Linked DNA regions of Ovis aries: region 1 is linked to region 2. The links are chromatin contacts, called in public Hi-C maps. All regions are on one chromosome and are shown on one strand. The core of a region is the stretch at or near the end of the contact, and the rest is flanking DNA. Distances in the headings are between cores, read along the strand shown. Region 1 has its middle 84 kb from the start of FAM107B. Region 2 overlaps FRMD4A (FERM domain containing 4A).

Region 1 (5,055 bases), core at 1,456-3,955, 720 kb before region 2:
ATGTGAAGCACATAATAAACATTGGTGGCTGTGATGTTCTTTGTGTCTGTGGTCTCTAGCTTGTGTTTATGAACAAGTGCAGGCTTGGTCAGCAGAGACTCCTGTGCCAGATGGCTTCAGGACTGTGTTGCTTACAGAATCAACGCCCAGGGCCAAGGCGATCCCGGTACAAGACTCTGCCTTACGGTGTGATTTAAAGCCATAACATCCACCTGCTCCCGGAGTTACTCTTCTAAAAGCCTATAGTATTCTTTATTATTGTTTTTTATTGGAGTATAATTGCTTTACAATGTTGTGTTAGTTTCTGCTCTACGATGAAGTGAATCAGCTATATGTATACATATATCCCCTCCCTCTTGGACCTCCCTCCCACCCCTCCCACTTCCCACCCATCTAGGTCATCACAGAGCACCGAGCTGAGCTCCCTGTGCTGTACGGCAGCTTCCCACTAGCTATCTGTTTTACACATGGTCGTGTATATATGTCAGTCCTATTCTCTTAGTCCATCCTGCCCTCCCTTCCCTGTCCTCTGTGTCCACCTGTCTATTCTGTACATCTGCATCTCTATTCCTGCCCTGCAAATAGATTTAATTCCTACCACGGTCTAAATCTGTGAAAATTCCAATGTGCTGTCACCCGGGGAGAGAGAATAGTTACCCTCTCGTGTGTGGCACAGACACCCTGATATACCCTCAAGTCCTAGGAACAGGACAGTTCCTTTTGGGCTGGGGAAGAGAGGAGACAGACTAGGCCATGAGCCGAGGGCTTGTGGAAGCTAAGCAGAAACCCCGAGGAGTCAGGAGCAGGAGGGTGGCTGGTATGGATGGTGCAGAGGCAAAGGCATGTGGGGCTTGGGGACTGGTATTTGGAGCATGTTGCTGGTGCACAATAAAGGAAAGTGAAGTGAAGTTGCTCAGTCGTGTCCGACTCTTTGCGACCCCATGAACTGTAGCCTATCAGGCTCCTCCATCCATGGGATTTTCCAGGCAAGAGTGCTGGAGTGGATTGCCATTTCCTTCTCCAGGGGATCTTCCCGACTCAGGAATCGACCCCGGGTCTCCTGCATTGCAGGCACAATAGGTGCTCAATAAATACTTGCCATTGAAAGACGGGGCCTAGAAAGAGGCACCTTGGGCACTGGCAGGTGTGGGCTGTCGTTAGTGTGCCCTCCGCTGGCCTGGCTCAGCAGAAGTCAGGGAGCCAGTAAGGGAGGTCCCTGGAGGTGTTGCCGGCTCATTCTTAAGGCCCAGGGATGCCTCTGTCCCTACTGCCCCTTCTCACCATGGCAGGACCCTAATTCAGATGCTTCTAGAAATCGAGGCTTCCCTGGGGGTCATCTTCAGTGACAAGGCAAGGCAGTCACATGGAACCTCTGTGCACGTCCACTCTGGCGAGAGGAAGGCTGGCGGCCTCAGGCTTCTAAATTTGATCCTTTCTGCTAGGCTGTTTTAATCTGCAGAACTGAGTGGTCATGAGGCGTAAATGAAATAATAAAAATCAAGCCCTGGCTTAGGGCGCAGTCTCTATAGACCCACCAAGGAGGGGGCTGACTGCTGCTATTACTGCCCTCAAAAGTGATGCAACGGACTACCCTGGTGGTCCAGTGGCTGCGACTCTGCTTCCAGTGCAGGGGGCATGGGTTCCATCCCTGGTTGGGGAACTAGGGTTCCCACAGGCTCTGTGGCACAGCTTAGAAAGAAAGAAAAAAACAACAAAAAAATTTTTTTAAAGATGCAAGATGCTGCCCTCTACTGTGCATCAGCAGAACTTTAAGTTTTTAGTTAGAATTGAAATTAATTAATGAATTTAGTATTATTTCCCCTGTTGGCCCTAAGATTTTTTTTTTTCAGGATATCTGTTTTCTGTTCTTGATCTGAGGTGTCTAATGGAAGTCAAGCACGTCCAGCTGACGCGCTAGCCTCCGGCACAGAGAGCAGAGCCTCTCTCTCCTGGTCCCATAGCCCCTTTTCCTGTGGGGTGGTAGGTGAGTCCCTGGGCCTCCGGATGCGCAGTGTTTCTCATCTGTAAACTGATGAAAAGGGCTACCCAACCCTTTTCAGTCTACAGCGAGTCCGAGGAGCACAGTTTCACCCTTTCATTCATTAGTCCGACCAATCCGTGGTGGAGCCTGCTGAGTACCAGCCCTGGATCCCTCGTGAGGAAGGAGGTTGGGGGTGGGGGACTGCCATCCGGGAACCAGGGACCCAGGAGGAAATAGACCGACACGCAAAATGAACAAGCCATAGAACCATTTTTCAAGGGACTCCTTCCTCCATTCTTGGCTTCCAGCCTTTTTCCTTTCCTAATACTAACATTCTTTTCTGAAACACGAATCTGGACATCACTGCCTTGCTCAGAAACCGGCTCCTTGTTCAATATAATAAAGTCCAGTTTCTCTGTTCCGGACGTTTCTCTCTTCCGGCCGCTCCATCAAGCTGCTTCCGGTGTTTTGAACTCATAGCAGGTGGCCTTGGCTGGGCATCAGGCGCACTGCCAAGTAAGTGCTTTATCTGTTCATCTTTGCCACAGCCCAAGAGCTCCTGTCACTACCCTCTGCTTATCGATGGGGAAACCAAGGCAGGGAGGAGCCAAGGAACTGGCCTGAGGCTGCACAGCTTGTAAAGAGCAGGTCCCTGGAGCTCAGACCCAGGTCCCACTTATGGCAGAGCCAGTGTCCTTGGCTTCTGTGCCACACTGCCACCTAGCTTCCGGCTTCTGCACCTCTGCTCACATCGGGTGTGTGGGCCGTCTAGTGAAATCTCATCAATTACTCATGAGGCAGCTCAGAGGTCCTGAGCACCACCAGACTGCCCCTCACATCCATGGCCCTGCTCTGGCCACCCCCAGCCCTGGAAGGGCCCCTGCTTGGGTCAAGCCTTATCACGTGTGGCGGAGTTCATACTCATTTGCCTCCCTGGACATGTGACCAGGATCTCATCCACACCTGTAGCAGCCTGAACGAAACACAGGTTTGCTGAATGGCAGGAAATGAATAGCTCAGGAGAGAGTGCCCTGCATGCTGGAAAACCTCAGAGAATCAGAAGTCAGCAGATGCTTTTAAAATGCCTTTATAAAATGCAAACAGATATAGGAGATGAAATGTTCGCTTGTGCCTGAGCATTTCTTGGTCTTGATTTTAGTATTACAATTCAGGATGGCTTCTGCCATTTTAACCAGGGTTCACTATCTGGGGAAGTGCTTGTGTTACTTACTGAGAAAGAGACTTGAAACTATCCTGACACAGACTTTGCACAAAGGCAACCTTGAGGGAATTCCCTGGTGGTCCACTGGCTGGGACTCTGTGTTGCCAATGCAGGGGACCTGGGTTCAATCCCTGGTCAGGGAACTAGGTCCCACATGCCGCAACTAAGACCCGGTGCAGCAAAATTGTTTGTTTGTTTGTTTTAAAGGCAACCTTGACCCTACTGACAGAGCTCCAAGTAGCTTCATTGAAGTGACTTGGACTGGGAGAAAAGTTTTTTCTTCATCCTTTACCTCACCAGGAAATGGGTAGGACCCTGGTCTCGGATTCATGCACTTGGTTCTGTCTGGGGCTCTGCCCCTCACTGACTGTTCCTTATTAAACTTCTCAGTGGAACAAGGAGTTCCCCGAATGATTTCTGGGATTCCTTCAAATCCTAGGGTTCTTAGATTCAGACCTTGGCTCTGCAGCCTCATTGCTTAGAGTCATTTAATTGATTTTAGAAAGCGGTTTCCTTGGCTATAAATTGGAGCTGGCCTAAATTATCAGAAGTCTGTGGGCATTGTGGAGAAATATGAATGTAAATTGCCCTTGTAATTAAAAATCTAACAAAGAGGGACTTCCTGGTGGTCCAGTGGCTAAGACTTCACACTCCCGATGCCAGGTGGGCCCGAGTTTGATTCCTGGTCAGGGAACTGGCTCCCACATCCTGAAACTAAGGGTTCACACTCCACAACTAAAGATCCCCGCATGCCACAACTGAGACCAGTGCAGAAAAATAAATAGTTATTTTTTTAAAAATCTAATTAATGGAAAGTACTAAAGAGTGCAGTGTGTTGTCAAAAGTAAGTTCCAAAGGATGGCTCCCTATGGCAGCAGCCAATTTTCTCTTTTTAGAGGATTAGTTAGATAGGTGAAATCTGGAGTCTTTTTTTGAGGGGGGGGAGTGCTGTGTGACAAAATGTGATTTATATAGTCTTTGACAATAGAAACTACATCCCTTGTTCTCTAAATAGATTGTCTTCCTCTTTCTCTGGTCTTCACTTTCTCTCATTTCATCATATTTATCTGATCTTCCTGAATAATAGTTCTAGACTCAAAAACGAGTAACCTTAATGCCTTTTGTGACTGCAAATGAAAATTGCTTTATATGAAATAATTTGGAATCAGGGAGAAATTATAACATTAAAAAAACAACATTTTCTTAAATAATGTTATGCGCTTGGCTATTGTAAATAGGGCTGCTATAAACACTGGGGGGGCATGTATCTTTTTGAATGAACCTGGTCATGGGAGCATGAGTGTTTGCTTTATAATTATTTACAACACAGACATTCTGTACATACTCTTCTTAGTATGAAATATTCCACAGTCCCTTTTTTTTCAATGACAACATTTCGGTTAAACCTAACGATTGGTTCTGTAAGAAAAACCTTGGTCCCCTAGGAAGTGGACACCAGCATATCTGGGAAGAAGAAAGAAGCCAGGAGCTTTCACAATATGATGGTCTTGAAGAAAGGTTCTCTAGTTTCACCTCTGAGCAGGCCTCTCTCCCTCTGCCCTGCAGTACTATCTTGCCTATTAACCAGCTCTCCCTGTGGGTTCTAGCAACTGCCAATACGCAGTGGAGTGAATACAATTTGTTCTGAGGAACAAAGGTAAGATAATTAGGGTGCATTCACATTGCAGCAAAAGGAATTAGATTAGATTTGCTTCACCTGTTACTTGTTTAAATCAATAGCACTGGCAACCATTGTAATAAATCTGTAGGATGTATATTGGCCTTACCACATCTGTCCATGCAAACCCCAGACCCCCTTATCTTCATCTCCTTTTACTGGCCGCTTATTGGG
Region 2 (5,301 bases), core at 1,998-4,497:
GCCTCCTTATCTCTGCAGCGGGCACCACCACCCATTTAGCCCAAGCCAGTAACTTGAAAGTCAGCCTGGATGTCATCTGCTCTCTCCCACCTGTTCCCTTCTCTGTCCTCTTATCTGTGAATTCCTCTTATCTAATATATCTTAAATAGCTCTGTCCTTTACCTACCATGGGCTTCCCTGGTGGCTCAGATAATTAAGAATCTGTCTGCAATGCAGGAGACCTAGGTTCAGTCCCTGGGTCAGGGAGATAACCCTGGAGAATGGAATCACAGCCCACTCCAGTATTCTTACCTGGAGAATTGCATCAACAGAGGAGCCTGGTGGGCTACAGTCCATGGGGTCACAAAGAGTCAGACACAATTGAGTGACTAACATTTTCACTTTTACCTTCCCTGTACATGCCCCTGTCTGTAATTAGGACCTTCATAAGTCTCAGCTGATCCTGAAATCTCCTTGTTCATCTCTGCTTCAGGTCTTGGCCCCTCCCACCCTCTTCTATATGTTGTCACTGAGCACCTTTCTAGGATTGTCGTTTGACCCCCAATGCATTATCGTGCTAAGGCTGCCCTCACTTGTCCTGGGTGACCTGACTTGTGCATGCCTCTCCAGCCTCATCTCTCCCCATCCCCTGATGCCTCACACATCCTCTACAAGCCTCCCAGGGATCAGTGTTTGACAAAGATCACATTCAATGACAAGATCATTGTTTAATGCCATGAGGCAAGCTCCCCAAATTGAGAGCAGTGACCCTCTGGTAGGGACCACCAGTCAAACTTAATAAATAGGTCAAGAGGGTTTCCCTGGTGGTCTAGCAGTCAAGAATTCGCCTTGCAGTGCAGGGGACACTGGTTCGTTTGATCCCTGGTCCGGAAAGTCCCAATATACCACAGGGCAGCTAAGCCCATGTGCCTAGAGACTGCTCTGCAACAAGAGAAGCCACCACAATGAGAAGCTGTGCACTGCAACTGGGGAGTAGCCCCTACTTGCCACCGCTGGAGAAAGCCCACACACAGCAACAAAGACCCAGAACAACCAAGCACAATTACGAAAAAAAAGAAATAGTTCAAGAAAAGATAGAAGGAAAAATATGCCTACTCACCCAAAGAAGTCGCTCTGTCCTTTTTCGTTTTTTGTTTTTTTTTTTTTTTTTTTTTGACTACGAGACAGGTGGGATCTCATCTACGGTCAGGGATTGAACCCATGGTGCCTCCGTTGGAAGCACAGAATCTTTACCACTGGACTGCCAGGGAAGTCCCCTTCTTTTTTTCTTTTTTTTTTTTTCTAATGGAGTTGAGTTTGTGCTCAGGATAATTCCTCCATGTCTGGGTGTTCCTTTCATTGTGTATTCTCCAGCCAAGTGTTCTTGGAGCTCTGGTCATCGACCCTGTTTGTAGGAAAATAAGTAGAAATTAGATGTGTCTCTTCAAACCCAGAGTTTCACAAACAATAAACTAAAGTGAGCTACAGAGAAGAAAAAGAAAAGAGAGGAGATGCCAGGAAGCTGTCATCTGGGAGGGGGGACATTATAGCCGAGTTCACGACCTGCCTGTTGGTATCTTTCCGGGCTGATTAAGACAGCAAGTGCTGGTTCCTGTCACTCACAGCAACGACGATGGTGTGGACCTAAAAGGAGGTGTCTGCTAACCAGAACTTGCTAGATCTCAACTGGGTGTCCCAGTTAGGATTCTCAGCGCTGTTGAAATTCTCAACATCAGAGATACTTGGCTGCAGAAACTCACAGCAGTATTAATTATCCTTCTCATTACTATCGCTCCTTTTTGCTACCAAAAGCCAGCTTTCCAAATGTGACATTTGTGTTCATGACGAAATGAAATCATTGGGCCATTTAATTAACACTTGCCGTAAATAGTCAGTGATTCCCAAGTGCCAAGTGGGGATGTGAGAGGGAAGAGGAGGAGCGAGGGGGCCCGTAGGAGCCCCTAGCTGATGTCATCCTGCAGAGTGGTGTTCAGTCTGCCGCCACCTGAGGCTTCTACAGGTTAAGGGGACCAGACTCCCCGAAGGCTCCAGAGCCTTGAGTATTGAATACACTCAGACATGTACTAGCGTAGCACATACATATTCCTACTTCAGACCATCTGATAAAATATCCTCAGACTAGCATCATCTGGGTCAGGTTGTGTGTGGCATCAGTCATGGTACTGAGCCAGGTTTGCCTGTGGCCCAGAGCACTGTTTCCTTTGACTCAAAAAGAAGCCCTGTGATTCAGTCCTACTGGGAATTCCCTGGCAGTCCAGTGGTTAGGACTTGGTGCTTTCACTGCCCGGGGCCTGGGTTCAGTGCCTGGGCAGGGAACTAAGATGTCACAAGCTGCACCGCATGGGAGAATAAAGAAAAAGATTCAGCCCTATTAAATGTGCTGAAGAACCTGTTTTAGGTTTTTTGAAAAAATATTTATTTATTTGGCTGCATTGGGTCTTAGTTGCAGCACGTGGGATCTTTGTTATGGCATGTGGGTTTCTCTGGTTGTGGTTCACTGGCTTAGTTGTCCCAAAGCATGTGGGATCTTAGGTTTCCAACCAGGGGTTAAACCTGCATCCCCTGCATTGGAAGGCAGATTCTTAATCTCCAAACCACCAGGGAAGTTCCCATGAAGAACCTGTTTTAGAGTGTAGGCCTTATTATTATTCAGGTACTTGGGGCCAACAGATAAGGAAATGACTAACATTGAAAAGAGAGGCTGCTAGTTGATTCCCAAGAGGAGAGGTTCCCAGCAGAGTAAAGCACCTGGGGAAGCCCCGGGCTCAGCCAGGAAGCAGAGGGAGTGAGATATCTGTGGGCAAGAGCCGTTACTGTGGTTTCTGCAGGAATAGATCGGGCGCCATAAGCAGGCTTAGGACTGGCTAGTTTGAATAACTTCAGCAGCCTCTGGGGGTATGTGGACTCTCCCAATTTATCCACTTCTTGGCTCTGAGATAATTAAGGTGAATAGCAGCCTGGAGTGTGAAATTCCCGGGGCAGGCGAGGAAAGGGGTTGTAGGCATTGGATTGCCCACAGGGTAAGCAAGACCCCAGATGTCAAGGCATCCAGACCCCTCGGTTAATACAGAATCAGACTTGGAATCATCCACACAGACCCTCTGAATACGAGAGACGTCATCCGTTTCCTTAGGTTTACCCGGAGACCTGGAATGTTTTTTGTGAACCCGCTCTAACACTGACAGTCCGCACTGGTAGGTAAGGAAGTGCAACATCGCCATCTAGAGCCTCAAAGGAGGACCTTTTACAAAGTTCTCAGGAAAAACCAGAGCAGATAAGTGTTAGTCGCTCAGCTGTGCCGGACTCTGCCACCCCGTGGACTGTAGCTTGCCAGGCTTCTCTATCCATGGGATTTCCCAGGCAAGAATACTGGAATGGGTAGCCATTCCCTTCTCCAGGGGATCTTCCCAACCCAGGGATCAAACCCAGGTCTCCTGCATTGCAGGCAGATTCTTTACCATCTGAGCCACCAGGAAAGCCCAAAAGAACAGAACTGGGATCTCCACTTTGAACAGACACTGTCAACCTTCCCCATTTCCCTAGAAGTTCTCTCCGAGCGTGTGCTGGGCCTTGGCGTGGGATTGAGATGTCCAAGGTCTGTTTTCCTCTGGGCACTGTTGACTCACCAGCTCCCTAGCACAGATGGAAAGTCCAGGATGAATTAAATATCCAGGATTACAGAACAATAATAAGACAGCCCTGGAACTCACCGGGTTTCCCAGGCTGTTTCTTGGTGATAAAGGTTAACAGGAAACTGCTTTCCAGTTTCTGTCAAAGAGAAGTGATTTTTTTTTCCCCTCCACCTCAGAATATAGTTATTTCCTCCACCTTCCTGTCTCTTGTGAAGCCAGAGAACAAATGCTACCTCAAAAGGCATAACACTTGCCCTCTCATTTCAGTTTCTCATCATTAGAGAGCTGGAAAGGGAATTGTAATGTTTTGCTTAATATGCTGTTGAAGAAAAAATCGGGAGGAGGTGGGACAGAATGTCTTCACTCCTTAATTGTCAAGTATTAAAATGACTGGGATCGAGACATAAGGCATTGTTTTGAAAATCAAGTTATTTCAGACCCAACAGCTTTAGGTTCATAATTATTACAGAACTAAGGTCACTCACTGGCAAATTCCAGAAGCCTCTGCTGCTCTCCTGGCTCTAGGATTCAAAGTCATCAGCATATCTCTGTGAACAGCTTTGCATGTTCACACTGAGAGAAGGGGTAGAGGGGCAGGGGCCCGTGTGGAGTGTAAGGACCCCTAAACATTATAAATGGTCTGGGAAATCATTTATTTTTTTTTTCCTCCCTCCCACATGTCTTTGTCACTCATTTCACTGTCCAATAAGAACTCCCAACAGTGGTGTATGGAGAGGAGAACAGTTGAAAATCAGACCTTTTCACTCATAGAAACTTACATGTTATATATACAGTGGAATACTATTCAGCCATAAAAAGGACAAAATAATGCTATTTGCAGCAATATGGATGAAACTAGAGATTATCATACTATGTGAAGTAACTCAGAAAAAGGAAGACAAGGGCCATATATATCACTTTTATGTGAAATCTAAGCTGTGACACAAAAGGAGCTCATCTGTGGAACAGAAACAGACTCACAAGACATAGAGGACAGACTTGTGGCTGCCAAGGGGGAGGCAGGAAGGGAGAGGGATAGACTGGGACCTGGGGTTTGGTACCCTGCCAGACTCCTCTGTCCACGGAATCCTCCAAACTCCTCTGTCCACGGAATTCTCCAGGCAAGAATGCTGGAGTAGGGTTTCCCTGGTGGCTCAGTGGTAAAGAATCTGCCTGCCAGTGTAGGAGGCATGGGTTCGACCCCGGATCTGGGAAGATCCCTTATGCTGCAGAGTAACTAAGCCAGTGCACCACAGCTGCTGAGCCTGTGCAGCGCTCAGGAGCCGCAACTGCTGAGCCCATGTGGTGCAGTACCTACTGAAGCTCTCGCACCCCAGAGCCCGTGCTCCAAACAAGAGACGCCAGTGCAATGAGAAGCTTGCGAGCTGCAACTAGAGAGTTGCCCCTGCTCTTGCAACTAGAGAAAAACTCATGCAGCAGCAAAGACCCAGCACAGCCAAAAATTTAAAAAAAAAAAAAAAAAAATATATATATATATATATATATATATATATATATATATATATCTAAAAAAAGGAATGCTGGAGTGGGTAGCCATTCCCTTCTCCAGGGCATCTTCCCAACCCAGGGATCAAACCTGGGTCTCCTGCATTATAGGTAGATTATTCACTGTCTGAGCTACCAGGATACCCCAGATACAAATTGTTAC

What was found. A called contact is a pair of places that touch in the nucleus more often than the background predicts.
Region 1: a contact with region 2 is called in a Hi-C map of hypothalamus, with 5 times the contacts expected there. The contact joins two enhancer-like sites. A contact is called at or near these places in 2 of 16 Hi-C or Micro-C datasets (hypothalamus and liver).

The regions. Positions count from the first base shown.
Region 1 is chr13:28,552,236-28,557,290 of ARS-UI_Ramb_v3.0, reverse strand. No RefSeq gene overlaps it. Among named protein-coding and RNA genes, the nearest start is that of FAM107B, 84 kb to the left of the region's middle. Within about 2 kb of position 2,705, at least 3 of the 54 cell types and tissues checked have an H3K27ac peak or open chromatin away from gene starts, as enhancers often do. A contact at or near this core is called in hypothalamus, where this site is marked.
Region 2 is chr13:27,834,762-27,840,062 of ARS-UI_Ramb_v3.0, reverse strand. The region is part of intron 5 of FRMD4A (FERM domain containing 4A); the gene reads left to right. Among named protein-coding and RNA genes, the nearest start is that of TRNAE-CUC, 170 kb to the left of the region's middle. Within about 2 kb of position 3,247, at least 11 of the 54 cell types and tissues checked have an H3K27ac peak or open chromatin away from gene starts, as enhancers often do. A contact at or near this core is called in hypothalamus, where this site is marked.